Regions from separate parts of the Xenopus laevis genome. Here region 1 is linked to region 2. A link is a contact called in public Hi-C data. All regions are on one chromosome and are shown on one strand. Each heading gives the region's core, a stretch centred on a gene start, on an enhancer-like site or on the middle of the called end of the contact. The rest is flanking DNA. Distances are from core to core; before and after follow the strand shown.

What was found. A called contact is a pair of places that touch in the nucleus more often than the background predicts.
Region 1: a Hi-C map of the XL177 cell line shows a contact between it and region 2, with 3 times the contacts expected there. The contact joins the promoter of dok6.L here to the enhancer-like site in region 2. A contact is called at or near these places in 2 of 4 Hi-C or Micro-C datasets (the XL177 cell line and the XTC cell line).

What each region holds. Positions count from the first base shown.
Region 1 is chr6L:107,612,766-107,618,382 of Xenopus_laevis_v10.1, forward strand. dok6.L (docking protein 6) reads right to left here and starts at 1,365. Exons shown (of 9, transcript XM_041566352.1): 1 at 1,152-1,365. The coding sequence starts at 1,217.
Region 2 is chr6L:107,370,422-107,375,465 of Xenopus_laevis_v10.1, forward strand. It overlaps the pseudogene LOC108718542. Among protein-coding and RNA genes, the nearest start is that of socs6.L, 100 kb to the left of the region's middle. Within about 2 kb of position 2,735, at least 1 of the 7 cell types and tissues checked has an H3K27ac peak or open chromatin away from gene starts, as enhancers often do.

The sequences.
Region 1 (5,617 bases), core at 115-2,614, 240 kb after region 2:
TTTTTTTTTTCGAATTTGGACTATTCCCTAGTCGAAGTACACAAAAAATAGCTCGAAATTCGAATTTTTTTCATTCAAAAATTCACCTCGACCGTTGCTACATCTGCCCCTTAGTGTACTGTGTGATGTTAATACAAAGTTTGCTCCATCTTTAATTCAACAGCTTCTAGAAGGCCACAGGTTGCACATTTCTATTCCAGCCTTTTCGCATCACACTGCCTTGCCAAGATCTGTAATCATTCAGTTCCACAGTATAAAAAAAATGCAATGCATAATAAAACACACAAAATACAAATAAATGTCACTTGCCGCACCCAATCCAGTCCTGCCAACCTATCACAGAAAAAGGCTAATCTTTCAGTTCCAAACCTGCCAAGCCGATATACATTATTTAATTGGCTTTTGGAGATGTAAGGGAGAAATTACTATAATGAACTGGAAAAAAAGTCCATGCACCTTATCAATGTAAATGAGAAACTAGAAAATGTACTGTGAAGTGTCAATAAACAATTTCATGCAGTAATCATTGACGTTCCAGTTTTGTTAAATGAAACACAAAGCAGGAAAGTAATTCAACACAATTTGACAGCAAACTTTCTTTTTTACCAGCCCCGTAATAATGAATACCCTTTTTATATTTGGCTGTAGAGTTTATAAATATATATATGCTGTACATTCAATCCAAAATAAATGATTATAATTGGCATTCACAGTTGATCTAATGTGATCTCCATTCATTTGACTAGCCTTAATCCACTCATCCTAACAACACATAGTCAGCTGGCAAGGTTATTCGCCTGATTCCAGAGCAGAGGATCAATGTGCTGTTTGACTGAAATACATCCTCTACAAGCAATATCAATGTGATCCCGGCAAGAAGGTAAATCCAGTACAAAAGCCTCTAATGTAAAGCTCCCAGCATGAGCAAGGATAAATGAATCTGCCTCGTACCAGCACGCAGCACTTTCACAGAACTAGCACTAGCAATGCAGTCAAAGGCTTCCCTCGCTAGGATTTGATTCTTTTTCATACACAATGCTTTTAAATGCTTAAATAAAGGCTACCAGTCAAACAAAATGAGATCACTGTAAAAGAGGATTGGTTTACAAAATCACCCTAAAAAACAGGGAAAGCACGGCAAACAGACTTACCCCAAGCTTTTTGCTGCGGATTCTAACGTAGCCTTGCTTTACAATATCATTGAAGTTAGATGCCATAGCCAGCTTATTCGCTTTCTCTTTCAGCCTACTGCTCTGGATTGATTCATGCACTCTCCCTGAGCTTCTGCATGTGTTTCTGAAAAAGCGGCAGCAACAGCATTGCTAGCTGACTGGCTGAGCTGTCTCTGTGTCTAGGAGTTTAACAGCAGGAGCTTACAGCGAAAGCAGCCACTCAGTGTCACTGTTCTGCACCCCCTCCTTATCCTTTACCATGCTTTATTGGATATGTAAACTGCAAAATGCAAGCCTTCGTAGAATAGGTGAATGGCTTGAAACCTCTGCATCACAATCTCTTATACATTTACGTCATGCATAATTAGGTCTTGTCCATACCTTTGCCCTCAATGATTCTTATTTTTATCACAAATTTTATTTCCATATTTTATTTAATGCTGTTTAAGGTAGATGTACTATGACAAATTCTGTGCAAAGTGGTTACCTTTAATTCTGAGTATATATATATATATATGGCTTAAATAAATTGACAGGCCCTGTGATATAGGGTAGACTTGGCTATGTCAGCATTGGCCGCACGGGGTTCTTACTCACAGAATATCTTAACCATGAGCAACAAGTTTATTTGCTAACAGGTAACAGAACAGCAGCCATAGCAGCAATAACAATGAGGCTTATGGTACACTTCGAGTTCAGCATTCTGTAATGAAGAACATGTAATGTCTGAAATCTGGTGCAGTTGTACATTTTCGGGGGTTCAAAGTCCAAATTTATCTCAACCTTTCCAGCCACAAACTCCGATCTTATCCGCATGTTTTTTTTTATGTGTATTTATTACTAGATTTTACAGAAAAATTGCTTTGTGGGAAAAAATCCGTATTTTACGATTTTTTTCCCGAAAACCAGACAATCTCCGAAATCTTCAGGGTATTGCACAAAACACAGTGCACATCAAGAAATCATTGGGACTTCTCCCATATGCAACCATGACAGGTCTGAAGATTTTCTGATTCGGACTTTTCCATCCTCTGGGTATAATAAATTTAGAAAAAATTGTTATTTTGTCTGATTTTATACTAAAAAAAGCACACATTTTTCAAGATTTTTGCATTTGGAGTTTAGTATATAATCCCCATAATGTATCCATCTGTGAACATTGTGTACGAGTCCCATATTTGTGGTCATTCTGTTGTCATCACAGTAGTGTAAGCGTTTTTTACAGAATTAAAATCCCAGTATATGCTTACCTGATTATTTCTGCAGGAAATACTTATGATTATGACAGGAAAATGTCATTAAGCCCTTAAAGACAATGGCACAAGATGATTGTGGCATTTTTAGTCAGGGTGACTTGGGGGCTTTGAACTGCAATTGCCTGGCGTGTGTGTGCACTCCTAATATGAAAGCATACGGAATTGCTGTGTGACATTATCCTAAACTCTTTAAAAGAAAGTTTACATTTAGAAATGTGGTAAATCAACTTATTCTTCAACTACTTAAACAATAAAAGCACATAAGGCAGGTTTTTTTGAAATACATTATTTAATGTGTTGGACAGGTTAAGCAGTTCAGATGTTAAGGGCTGGACTCCACAAGTGTTTTTGGTCGGATCAACGCCTGCCAACAAAACGCATGCCACAAGTCGGGTGAAGTCGCACGCGTGAAGATATAATTGGACTGAATGAAAAGTAAAGTAACAGCTACTTTACATCTGATGCGACGGATCGTGTAGTTGTTAACTCCAACTTTTCATTCAGTCCAATTATATCTTCACACGTGCGACTCCATCCAACTTGTCCCGTGCGTTTTGTCGGGTGGCGTCGATCCGACCAAAAAACGCTTGTGGTATCCAGCCCTTATTGTCTATTGTAAGGACTCATCCTGGTGGTCTAGTGGGTGGTGGGGACGATCAACGTATGCATCCTTTTACTACTGCACCAGTTTCTCCTATGGCGCACACTTCTGGGTTTTATGTGCCGGCGTGATGTCACACCGCTTTGCTGCAAAATTTGAAAGTATTTAAAGGGATTTTGAATTACAAAGGGATTTTGAATTACACGCATTGCCCGTTGTTAGGTTCTATTTGTTAGTTTCCTGGGTGTGTATTCTTCATGAATCCAACTTGCTTAATTGTTACTGAACCTTGCCTGCCTACTGACTATTCTGAACTCTCCAATCTGACCCCTGCTGACTAATCTACGTTCTCCAATCCTGATCTTAGCCTGCACCGACCCGCCTTATCTGACTATTCTCAACTCTACTTGTACTGGCCCGGCCTGCCTGTCCATGCTATATTGTCTAGCTGTGTTGTCTTTCATTCAATATTCTTGGTAAAATGATTGTGCCCCTTTGCTCGTCCAGAACTTTTTTGCTTTACTCCTCTCTTATTAAGATCTGGTGGCATCCAATTAGTGGAGGGCTCCTCCCAAAGTGAAAGGCGGCTATTTAAGGCAGAAGCAAAAGCCAAGACCAGGGAGCCTAGCACTGGTTCTAGATCTAGCGTGCGGAATGTGACACCAATCACTTAAGAAACTTACACGGTGGGATGAAATTAAGCATTGCAGCATTAAAGGGATTGTTCAGCTTTGGGTTAACTTTTAGTATGATGAAGAGAGTGCTATTTGGAGACCATTTGCAATTGTTTTTCACTTTTAACTATTTGTGGGGTTTGAGTTTTAAGCTTTTTATTCAGCAGCTCTCCAGTTTAAAATTTCAGCAATCGGGTAGCTAAGGTTTAAATTATTCTAGCAACCATGCATCGATTTGAATAAGAGACTGTAATATGAATAGGAAAGGGCCTGCATAGAAAGATGAATAATAGCAATAACAGTACTTTGTAGCCTTACAGGGCATTTGTTTTTTAGATTGGATCAGTCCATTTGATTACTGGAAATCTGAACATGAAGGCAAATAATTAAAAAAAACTATAAAAAAAATAATGAAGACCAATTGGAATTGGCCATTCTATAACGAATTAAAAGTTAAGGAAAATGTGAACCACCCATTAAAGGTCACTATGGGGGCATGTGCAAGGCCTCTCTCAAAATCACATGTATAACTTGATATGCCTTATTACTGAGATCATATAGATATATATATTTATAAACACAGGTGCTAAATGTCACAAGTGCAATTGCCATTAGAAATCAATCAGTAATTTGTTTTGGTCTAATACAAGTTGCAAAATTATTAAAGCAATGACCTAATTGGCTACTACTTGTGCAGTCTAGCAGATATATTTGTAAAGCAGTCCTACCGAGTAAACTATATCCTTTAAAGAGCTTAATTATTGATTTACTAAGAAGCTAAGCTAGGGACAAGAAAACCATTCAGCTGCTGAAATTGGAGGTGCTATATCGAATGTGTAATTTGTTAAACTGTAGAATTTGTAATAAAAAGAGTTGAAAAAGTCTCAAGATTGCTTTACTCTTTCTTTTCACTGTCTTGTCTCTAATAACATTACTGCATAATTCCATCTCAGTCATTTTTTGTGGGGGGGAGTTGATGTAAGGATTATATAATTTTCTAAATGGACTGTGGCTTTGTTGCACACATTATATTATACATCAATTGGGAGTCCACATCTGATTTACATTTAATTAAGCCTAAGGGACTCGCCCCAGTTCTCAGGCGATCACATATAAGAAAATCCTTTATCCAAAGATAACTGTCCCAAGGCTTTTGTTTTCATAAAAAATATTGTTTTATTAAATTAGCATTAAAATTCAGTTACAAACAACCCCACCAGGCCCACCTTACGCGTTTCGCACCCTCCGGCGCTTAGTCATAGGTGTATCTGTGAACAGCATGTCCTCTGCGGGATTTATACCCTGTCAATCCCTCCCATTTTCTTTAAAACCAATCAAATTCTGTGAGGGATTAACCCTACTTTGTTAATTCCTTCCCAAACTTGCCTGTGTGGGGTGTTTGTATTCTTTTACATGTATCACTGTTTGTAGATTCAGATATTATTTTAAATTTAACAATAACCATAGAATACATACATCATATATCACTTTAAGACAGTATAATTCCAAAAAATATAAATTGCACTCACTTTTTCTGCACTTATTATTTATAAAACCGTCGTTAGCTCTCTCTTTGTTCTAGACTTCACAACCCCAAAACCCTAAACATTATTAACCTCTTCAGGTATAGCAGGTAACGTCAAACTCATGGTTGAGGCCTAGGGGCAAACGTGTGCCCAGATGAAAGATCCAGAATACTTCTCTCCTTTCTAAAAGGCTCAACTGGTCACCTCCTCTCTCTCCCAATCTGACTCTCTCTATGCCTTGAATACTGAAAGATTCCAAGTCCCCCCCATTACAGGCAGTAAAGTGTCTGGTAATATTACTCTTCTCCGCCATTCGTGGGTTTTTTATCTGGCCCATATGCTCCCTTGCTCTTTCCTTCAATTTTCTAGTTACACATCCCACATATTG
Region 2 (5,044 bases), core at 1,485-3,984:
TATATAAGAAAGTGACATGATTTAGTTTTAGTTTAGATGAGAAGTAATGATAAACTTAAGGCATTGGGTCTGGGTATATGGAGTAATAAAGGAATCTTTAATGGGAACAGACACTTCTAGGATCATATGGGTGTTGGATGAGGGAAAGAGGACCATTTATGTATGAGAGATTTAGTTTAATGTAGTACTGGGACATCCAAGAAGAGATAGCTGACAAGAAGAGAAGACTCTGGAGGGCTCATCTATAAACTTTGTACATTGCAGAATGATTAACACATTGAACATATTTGCCTTGCGCATGATTATATTTATAAAGCTGAATAAGAGTGGTGTATATTTAATGTGCATACAGAATTGCAAATTTTTATTTGCACTACGAATGTCCCCAATACATGACAAGGGGACTCCTCAATTGACCCTTTGCCTTCAGCTATCCCATTGAACCCCATTGTTACATACAGTAGTGAGACAACAGTCAGAAATAGTGAAAATGGCCACAGCATTTATTCACATTTTATTAAATAAATAGGACCTTGCCAGCCTCACCCCAAGGCAAAATCCAAAGCCAGAATTCCATAAAAGATTGCTACTATGCTCTGCCGCTCCTCACTTGAGATCAGCACTATGTCATTATATCCACCACTGAGTATTAGGTTGCCTCTACCTACAGATAGGATCGCCCCAAACTCTGCTACGAGCAGGAGCTGCATCTCCCACCATGAGAGAGGTTCAGCAGCCCTGCTGTCGGTCTGGAATCTGCAGTGTGTTGATGATAGAAAATCTAAGCAGGCTGTCACCTAGTACAAGCTGTAGTAGCGTCTTTATCAATCAACCCATTGTGCAGTCACAGGAGAGAACCTCCTTTTTCCCTCTTCTAAATTTACCTGTGCAGTACTCTGGCAAAGTCCTACCGCTGCTGTGACAAATAAAACTTAAAATACATTATCATATATCCACTGTTTTGATCCAGAGGAAGGCAAAAAAAAAACCCAGCCTGAAGCCACTGCCAATTATGTCTCAAGGGGGAAAAAATTCCTTCCTGACCCCAATGGCGATCTGAAACATTCCCTGGATCAAGCATTTGACATTCAATAAAATGGACTAATAACATGCAAACTCTCTCATGTTTATACTGTATAACTATACCGAAACCACAATATAACAGTACATGCAGGAATACATCCACATTTGCTATTAATAGATAATATGAGAACATAAAGAGAAGCTCCTGAAATTTCACAAAATATGCAAAAAAGGGGAGGGTGGGATGTTTCTACCTGCTCAAAAGATAAGGAAGTGAACTGCTTCTTCCCCTGACATCACATCTCTGTCTTTCTCCGCCCCCAGCCTGGCATTTTCCTGCCTTAACTCATTCCTTCTCACCCACTCACAGCTACAACTGATTCTGCCAATCTTTAAATATAAACCAGTGTAATTTGGCTGCTAGTCATTCGGATCCCTTGTCATGCAGCCCCTGCATTTATAGCTCCAGGGCTTTCCTTTCTTTTAAATGTGGCATCATTGCAAATATATATGTGCACACTTGGCGTTTCAGTTACGTCACAACTTTTGTGACAAAATATTTGCAAAACAGTTTTTTGCAAATTGTGAATTTAAATTACAGACAGCACTATTTTTGCACACAATGACCCTGCACTCAAGCACCTGTCTCATTTGTGAGCCATTTGTGAATATTTGTGTACAATGCAAATTTGCAAAAACCAGAATGACCAGCACAGCAGTGCAATTTTACAGCATTCAGGGAGAAACACGGGCAAAACAACCATTTGAGAATAAATATGTGTGCACAAACTCTATAAATTACCCCCTGGGGGTATTATCAGAGTAGAGGTGGTATTAGAGACCACAATAATGGATTAGTTTGCCCAGAGAGAAAGTATAGAGAGAAACTAATAAGGGACTAGGACAGAGCCTTGAATACCCCACCAGAGAGAGAGAGAAGTAAAGGGAGAAGATGGTGCTTTTTGTAGGAGACCAGGCCACATTGATGCCGAAAATGAGTGTTTACAAATTTTTAAGATAATGTTGTGAGCCAAGGACTGCACCCAGAAATAAATAATCCTGTGCCATAGCCTTAATTTACTTTTTTTGTGATATTAAAATATGTGATGCAACATATACAATCTCACATACAAAAAAGGGAAAGTTGTGCTCACCACTAAATTTTAAACCATTCGACAGGGTGCAATGAGGCTATGACCACAATAGGTCCTCTGCACTATCCCATTATTAATATCAATGTCTTCCCCTTTAAACAAAACAGGGATTGTTTGCTAGTGTATTCAAGCTGGCAAACTTTGCCAAAGTCACCCCTGGTCTGGCCAGTCCTCCTCTCTCTTTCATATGATTCATTAGGATGCCCTTTTATTGGCCACCACTGGGATCACCTGACTGTAGCTGGAAAGGGTGAGAGCCACAACATGGAGCTGGTCACTGCTCCTGTATTAATGTCCTATATTTATATAGCACAGGCATGTCCAAAGTGCCACCCGTTTTCAAATTTACACCGGCTCTCAGCCTGTCAGGACTGCCAGAAGAACCCGACGGCACTGCTCACCTTCCCGGTAGTCGCAATGAAAATCTAAGATGGCGGCACCCATGTTGAACACATGGGTGCAACGTCACTGCATGATGACGTCATCAGTGGTGCCGATGAAAATCCAAGATGGCGGCACCCATGTTAAACACATGGGTGCAGCGTCTCTGCATGATGATGTCATCACTGGTGCCGGGATTTTGTCATAAAAGGGCGCCATGGACACTGAAACCCTGCCTGGTATTCTTGCCTGCATTGTACCTGGGTGGTTCCTGTGAAGATTTCCTGTTTGTTCCCTGATCTTGATCCCTGCTTGTTCTGGACTTTGACCCTTCGCTGCCTGCCTGAAGATCTTTGCCTGTGACCAGACTATTCTCTTGTTTAACCCTTCGGATACCTCGATCTTGGACTCTTGTTCCTGGCTTCTTCCTTGGTCCGTACTACTCCATTTGGGAGCCGATAGGCCCCCTGACACAGCCTCCATCATGAAATTAATAATAATGAGGCCCCCCCAGCACAGTGCGATCAGGAACCCATAGCAGTAATATTAAGGCACATTAGTGAAATGATCTGCCACTTACTGGCATGTAGAGACGCGCTGTTTTCGTATACTTCTTTAGGGCTGAAGGTGTCAATAGACGTATTGATGTGCCAGTACAGTAAACTAAAGAAGTATGGCGTCACTACATGACAGTACATGTCTATTGCTAACACCTTCAGCACACAGGCAGCAGTATAGACCAAGTGGCAGATCATTTCACTAATGTGCCCAAATATTACTGCAACGATTACTCGATTACTGTAATTTAATGTTAATGGTTCAAAGAATGTCAGGCTGAATGGTCGGCCCCCACACATTTTCACTTTACCAAATCTGGCCCTCGTTGCAAAAAGTTTGGGCACCCCTGATATATATAGGACATTAAGGTGTGCAATGCACAATGCCTTAAAACTGGGTACTTAGGATTACTTTTAGCCATTTGTTTTTTTTTTGTTTTGTGTTCATCTTTAAAGATATGTACTGCATTAAAGACGATTCTCTCATATTTACTTCAAGGACACCTTGTCATTTCATATCAAACTTGGAATACTTTTATTGAATCTATTTATCCAGTAATACCCATTTTACAGGTACAGTCTTATATTTTAACATCATTTGAAAAGCTGATTTATCTTCATTTCCTTATTTTTCTTATGATTGTGTTTTCTTTAGTTTTTTTTTCCTGCATTTTAATAAATTTAATTTTATTGAGGCCAATCCATTCTAACATGGATGCTGATTTCTACCACATATTCTTCAAAATACAGCTATGCTTTATGGTTCATTTACTGCAGTATAAGCCACGCTTGGAAGGGAAGAGCATGGCAGATGTAAATTGATTTAGCTCCCTGAACACTGTCATAGTCTGGGCAAAAGAGCTCACACCTGCATTTCTAGGCATTTTTCATTCAAGTGAATTAGAGTTGTGGGAGGAAATTGTGGTTAATTTTCAGCTGGGTGAAATACACCTGCTGAAAATTGCCCCATGTGAATTCAGTTTGAGCCACAGAATATATAGATAAGGATGTGAAAATACAGACAACATTTTCTAATGTATTTATATTGGGCCAAGGGTAATTAAATGGTTGAATTTCACTGTACAAATAAGTATGCACCATTTTGAACAAAAGCATTGCCTACTTTGTGCTAATGAAATGAACTGGTAGCAGTTTGTTTTGTTAGAACACCATAGACAACGAGTGCTCTGCTTTCTTTAACTCTTTTACTTTCCTATTGGTTATTTTTCTTCTCTCTCTCTCTCTCTCTCTCTCTCTCAAAGATGCAAAAAAAAAAAAGGAATATAAGCACAGTTTGCCAGTCTTCACCAGAATTGAATGACAGGTTCCCTTTTAATTAGTAACAGATTTTTAGTGTTGTCTTCTGTATGTGGAAAAAATTAAGATATGTCGTCTGATAAAATAAACCTGCCCATGATTCACCATTATTGTCTTTAGAGTCTGTTCTATGGCCATGGTTATCAAAATGGTTAGCAGTACATTTAGGGGCAGATTTATCAGGTCGAGGTGATTTTTTGTGTACTTCGACTAGGGAATAGTCCAAATTCGATTCGAATTTGTAAAAAAAATTTGAATTTCGAAATTTATCATATACTGTCTCTTAAAAATTCGACCGACCATTCGGCATCTAAAACCTGCCAAATTGCTGTTTTAGCCTATGGGGGACCACCTAGAACCCATTTGGAGTCAATTGGTTGACTTTGAAAAATCAAAGGTTTTTTTGGGAAAAAACTTTGCAACGGATTTGATTGAATGCGATATTCCTTCGATTCGTATGATTCTATTTTGGCCGAATACGTACCTATTCGGTCGAAAACGGACCTATTCGACCAAAAAAAAAACCTTCGACTTAATTTCGGTTGGTCTTTTTGATTTCGAATTTAGAAGTTTTTTCAATTCGAAATTCGACCCTTGATAAATATGCTCCCA